Regions from separate parts of the Felis catus genome. Here region 2 is linked to region 1. Evidence: chromatin contacts called from public Hi-C data. All regions are on one chromosome and are shown on one strand. Each heading gives the region's core, a stretch centred on a gene start, on an enhancer-like site or on the middle of the called end of the contact. The rest is flanking DNA. Distances are from core to core; before and after follow the strand shown. Region 1 has its middle 17 kb from the start of THEM4. Region 2 holds the start of S100A10 (protein S100-A10).

Region 1 (3,126 bases), core at 582-3,081:
TGGCGCTCTGTCTCTCTCAGTCCCTCAAAATAAATAAACATTAAAAAAATTTTTGATAGATACTGAGAAGTAACACCAACATTATGGCTCTGTTTGCTTCTTAGACATTCTTTGTCAGATGTATGCCACTTTCTTTCGTTTGAGAAATTAAAAATCTCAGTTTTTAGGCTACTGTTCTGGATGAGGAGAGGCAGGCTTTAAGCATAGTTAATAGTCCACTGACATCTTACTAGCTTGTGAAGAAATGCATTAAGAATAAACACCAGGTTTCTGTAGTTTATTACCCCTTTTTGTGCCTTTGTGTGGAACTGTTTGCAGGTATACGTTCCATAAAGTTTGTGGTTTTAATACGTCCAATTAGGCTGTAGTAACTCTGCCTTCCATTTAAGTATTAATTTTTTTTTCCTTTCATGTCTTCTGAAAATACCTTGTGATACACTGAGTACACACAAAAGGAACATCATAGAATTTGTTGACAATTTTGTTGAGTATGTTCTCACCAAAACTGCACATTAACCTGAAATAGCCAAAATAACATGTATTAGTTTCCTATTGCTTCTGACAAATCACCACAAACTTAGTGGCTTAAAATAGTGCAAACATAGTTCTGGAGGTCAGAAGCTCAAAATGGATCTCACGGGGCTAAAATCTGAGGTGTCCGCAGGGTTGGAGGATTTAGGACAGAGTCGGTTTCCTTGCTTTTTCCAGCCTCTAGAGGGCACCCTCAGTTCTTGGTTCTAGGCCGCAGCCTGCAACGGTATCACTCCAGCCTCTTCTGTCCTGATACCGCCTTGGATTCTTCCGCCTCCCTCTTCACATTTAAGGACCCTTGTGACTACGTTGGGCCAACACAGACAATTGCGGATAATCTCATTTAAAGTTCCTTAATTTAATCACATCTGGCAAAATCCCTTTTGCCCCATGAGGTAGCATTCATAGATTCTGGAGACTACAATGTGGACATTTTGGGGGGCCTTCTGTTCTGCCTACAAGTGTTTTTAGACAATTATCTGTACCTTCCATTGACTTTTATCCTAAATCTTCTCAATTTGTGGTCAGTAGGTAAAATTTTTGGTTATTTATAAACATCTTTTGAGTCATTAGGAATAGGAAGATTTTATATATCTTTATTTCCCTATATACTTGTGACTAATTTTCCTCAATTAGCTGATCAGTATTGTCTGTCTCAGTACCTAATAATTTGTCCCTTTAACTGATGACTACTGTCTTATTAAGGGCTTAGCAAAACTTTAAAACTTAGTCTGCTGAGCCTTACACAGTGATAAATTGTTATTTAACCTTTTTGGTTTCCGAATTGGGTACAGAAGAGGCAATAGATCTATAAAATGAGATCTTGGGACTGTTTCTTCTTCTGTGAAAAGAGGGATAAGATTCTCCCGTTCTTACATCCATAGCAGGACTAAATGTGCCTGGAGGGCAATGAAGTATGTTTAGTGATGCAGACTAGCTCAGAATTGACCGCTAGGAATACCCGTCCTAGATCTCCTGGAAACCTGGCCTGCAAAACTTGTCGCCATCAAATCGTACGGCATAGAAGAGCGGATGGCTTTTGGATTGTTGCTGTTTGGTGCTCTGCCAAGTAGTACTGTACAGCAGACACGGTAAGAGCGGCAGCTAATGAACAGTGTCTGTGTCCTCCCCTGAGTGGGATTAAGGTCAGAGACAGCAGGTTTCTAGGCACAGACATCTGTTGTGGGAAAAGTCTGTAGGTGCACGCTCCTCCAAGTTTCTAGGGCTACGAGAATGAAGTACTGGGAGTTCTAAGGATCCTCCTGGGAAATGAGGTTCGAGTTACAGTGAGGATAGTCCTCACAGGGGAGCGGCAGCTCAGGAAACATGGGCTCCGCCTGTGGGATTTCTCACTCCGGATCAGAAACCACAGGAGCTGCAATGAGCTTCAGCGTGGAGGAATAGGGGAGAAAGGGAGAGAGAGAAAGAGGGAGAGAGAGAGAATATAAAGAACATGACAGTTATTTACATTTCCATGGCTTCTGGTATCACCAGAGATCTAGAGCTCTTAATGTATTTTTTCTCTTTGGAATGAGGTGATGAGAGCTACCAGGTACTAGACACTGAACGAGGCACTTTATACCCATAATGCCACATTCAATTCTTCACAGCAACCCTGTGAGGTCTGCCTTGATATGTCCATTCTAAAGGTGAGGAGGCAGCTCTAAGAGATCAATTAGCTTTCCCAGGATTACAAAATTAATAAGTTATAGAGCAGGAATTCAAACCCGGTCTTTCTGACAAATTTCATGCATTTTAACTAAATCACAACTAACTACACTACCGGTCTTGGATAAATCCAGGTGAAATCTCTCATTTCATTAATATGAGGAATGCCACAGAATAATCTTGATGTCATCCGCAGAAATATACACTGTGGAAACTTGGCTTTGCTCTGTCTCCTTGTCGGACCCAGGTTTCTCTATATAGGTTAAATAACGGGCTGATCAGTCCTATTTTAAAAAAGGGAAAGCAAGTTGCTTTGAGGACCTGCAGGGGGCATCAGAGGCCCATTGACCCTGGTGCTCCTTTGCCTTTGGCACAGCTCAGAGAGAAGCCAAGGGGCACTGTATCAGCTGTTGGGGGCAAGAATAAAACAAAGAGGATGTGTCTCGCTCTCCTCCCTGCTGTTTTCCTACCACGTTGTTCTTCCTTTTCTTTAAAAATTGTTTTGTTTTTGTGTTGTCTTTTAAGTTTCTTCCTGATCCTGTCCACCATAATTACATTGTGCTTCTTACCTAAGCTTCCGTATTCTTTGCGACTTTCTCTCTTCCCTATGCTTCTATCCCTCCCTTAAGATTATTTCTTATTTTTAAAAACCTTAAATTTGTCTTAAAATATACTCATTTAAAATTGCCTCTGTACATGTAAAGATAACAGCAGCATCAGTATGATAAAATAAGTAATTACTGCTGAGAGAAGAGAGGGCCAGTAGGTGCTCACTGACTTTTTAGAGGGAGGGGACACTGAATTAAAATTAAATGGAATTGAAAGTGATAACAATACTTGTACCTTAGTTTGGGGGGAAAAAAGGAAAGTTTCACAGACATGCTTTGAATTGAGATAAATAAAGATTGTGATTTACTGTTTTGGAGA
Region 2 (3,004 bases), core at 493-2,992, 46 kb after region 1:
GAAGGCATATACCATTTAGGAGAGACAATTAAATACAAATGGGATAGGAATCTGTAGGGGCAGAATGCATGAAGACATTTCAAATGAGTTACATGAACTCATTTCTGCCCCAGCCTCTGGTATTATCTTTTTCAATCTGCCGAAACATGTTGGAGGCAAAGATCTCTGTCCGTCGGCGTGTTTCCGTGAGCCTGGCCTCACCTGAAGTTCAGGATGTAAAGATCCGCTACTGCAGGTTGAATCTCAAGCTGCAGGGGGAAAAAAATCTGCAGCAATTACCGCAAACCTCTTGACGGGAAGAGCTACCTCACTAGTGAAGCTTAGGCCACCTGCCAGCAGGCACGCGGGCCAATCATCCGACAGTGCTGTGTCTTACCATGGCTCTGCCAGTCTAATTGCTGCCCTCACCCACGGATCAGTCAAGAAACCTCTCCTTCAGATTGCCAGCCAGTCCTGGTGTGACTCACTTCCTCTTGGAAAATGCCCTCTGAGATGGCACAGTTCCCCTTTTCCTTTAGGGAGTGTTCTGTCCGGCCATCTGCAGAGAGTATCTGGAACCATCGCGGACCACACCCACATGGTCTCACAGCTGAGTCACCGGCCTGCACTAAGGGGATCTGGGAGCCCTTTGTGCTAACCACGCCCTGTGCAATGCTCTCAGCTCCCCTGGGGAGGGAAGGGGGTGTAGGCTTAATGTGTTCCAGAGTCTGGGCTAAGGGCTCTGCCCAGCTTGTAGCCGCTCTACTTTCCTCCCCAGCCCCACCCGACACGCCAGAGTCCCTGTTTCAGTTAGCTGGAGTCTAGATGGACAGTTAGCAGCGTCCAGGGCTGGAGGAAGCTACATTCCTTTGGCCAAGCTTAAAGTGGTGACCAGGTACCAAGGGCAGGTCTATCTGTCTCTTTGCACTGGGCCAGATTAATCTGGGTTGGGAGGTCCTTCATCAAACCTACTCTTCCCCCTCTTTATAGTTCCACTTGTGTAATTAAGATCGCAAGAAGGGAATCCTTTGAGTAGAGAAATCCCTTCATATATTCCCTCCCCCCCAAATCTCGCTAGCCAGGCTTATAAAGAAAACAAATAGACCTCCCCCTTTCCTGTCTGGCAGACAAACAACAGGAAGCCCAACCTGAAACATCAGGGCGAGGGACTGAGCAGTGCCCTTTAGGAAGGGATCTGCTGGCTGCCGGGCAGTCCAGCTCGGAGGAGGCCGCACACATCTGGACAGAGGTCAGCCTGCAGCCAGAGCGAGCGCATATGCCGGCCAGGACGGGGCGAATAGCTCGGGTGACGAGTGGAAAAGCAGGAAAGTGGGAGTGAGGAGAGATCGACGGAAAGGGAGGAGAGCGCAGAGACCCCAGGCGTGGACACGGAGGTCCGGTACGGAGGACGAGCGCCCCTCCTCCACTCCTCGAGGATCGCGGCAGGGGCGCTGCCGGTCTCGCCGGGGTGTGGCCCAGGGCGCGGAGCGGCGGACGCCCAGCGGACCCCGGCGCTGGGGCAGCCGATGGGGGGGCTTCCCCGCGCGCGGGGTCGCGGCCGGGCGGGGGGGGGGCGGGAGGGGCTCGGGAGCAGCCGGCTGAACTCACCTTGGCTGGAGGCGCGGCGGGGACTCTCGCTTGGCTGGGACGCGCGGGCCAGTGAGCAGAGCGTGGCGGGCTGGGAGCCTTAGTATGGGGAGTGGGGGTGGGGAGGGGAGGCAGGAGGAGCCTGGGCCGGTGTCCCGGTCCCTGCTCACCCCACCCCTTCCCCGCCCTCCTCTTCCTGTCCCCCCGCGCCCCGCGCGGGCACACCCCCTCCCAGGCGATGCCGTGGGCCTCACGCCCAGCCTCCGCCCGCTGTCACCTCGGCGGAGAGCGTTCTTGTGCACGTCCGTCCCCGCTCCAGGGCTCTCGGATGGTTCAGGACACCCCCGCCCTGGGCCGTGCCCTTCCTCTCGGGTCTGGTTTTAGAGAGGGAAGGCGCAGTCCTCAATCCAGCCGTTCTGCGGGTGGGGCGCCCTGCCCCACAACCGGTGTAACCTACAGGTCCAGGAATTAATTTCTAGACAACACTGCTGGGAGGGGCACGTGGAGTCCTAACCGTCGCAGGATGGTCGTAGTTCTCGTGTTAGGCTCCGGATTTCAGTCCCGAGGGTCTTCGTGGCCTGAGCCCCGCTCCACCTACTCCTGGTGCCCGTCTCTCTGGGTGGGGTATGAAGAGTGCCGCTTGGCTTGTTGGCGCCGTGGATACAAACCTTTTGTTCAACAAGGGATTTACCCCTCCTTGGGGATGGCTTTACGTGGTGGAAAACTCAGCTTGGCATTGTTAAGAGCAAAGTTTCTAAGCCTCCTTTTTGTCCTGTAATTGGCTTGTTTGGTTCTCAAAGCCCTTTAGGAGAAATTTCTGGAAGAAATTTAGAGAAAACCTAAGTGTCTCCTACTGGATGGATAGTGTTCCCCCGCCCCCATTTATTTTAATTGTGGTTAGGGTTAAATGCAAACTACTAGCAGCTATAAAAGTCCCAAGTCCTGGGTTTTCCTTTGTTCCCAGGGGAGGTCCTGGGAGGAGTGAGTGATCCCAAAGGAATGAGCAGACTCAGGGAATCCTTTAAGTGCCACCATGTGACTGATCTTGGCTCTTGCTAGGAAACCCCAATTTGAATTTAAGCTCTCGCTCACGCTAGGTTCATGCAACCCTGGTGCTGACTGTTTAGGGAGGCTGTTCTTCAAAATCTTGCTGTATGCTTCCCAAGTTTTTCCCAGGCCCCAGAGTACAGTCAAGAGTGGAGAAAATCCTGGATCCATTAGTCTCAGGGAAGATGCAACTGAATTTAGAATGAGAACAACCTGTTTCTACACTCCCACTTACTTGAGTTCTTCATTTGATCCACAAACCTTTACAAATGCTTAGTTTCTGTGCTAGGTAGGCCCTGAGGACTCAGACATTAAAGACTCAGTTTCTTCCCTCAAAGATCTTCAAGTCTTGTCAGGAGATAGATAAGCAGTCAAAATCCAGTGTTCCCAG

Evidence for each region. A called contact is a pair of places that touch in the nucleus more often than the background predicts.
Region 2: a contact with region 1 is called in a Hi-C map of skin fibroblasts, with 4 times the contacts expected there. The contact joins the promoter of S100A10 here to the enhancer-like site in region 1. A contact is called at or near these places in 2 of 3 Hi-C or Micro-C datasets (fibroblasts and skin fibroblasts).

Annotation. Positions count from the first base shown.
Region 1 is chrC1:106,437,055-106,440,180 of F.catus_Fca126_mat1.0, forward strand. No RefSeq gene overlaps it. Among named protein-coding and RNA genes, the nearest start is that of THEM4, 17 kb to the left of the region's middle. Within about 2 kb of position 1,832, at least 1 of the 10 cell types and tissues checked has an H3K27ac peak or open chromatin away from gene starts, as enhancers often do.
Region 2 is chrC1:106,483,422-106,486,425 of F.catus_Fca126_mat1.0, forward strand. S100A10 (protein S100-A10) reads right to left here and starts at 1,743. Exons shown (of 3, transcript XM_023259176.2): 1 at 1,588-1,743.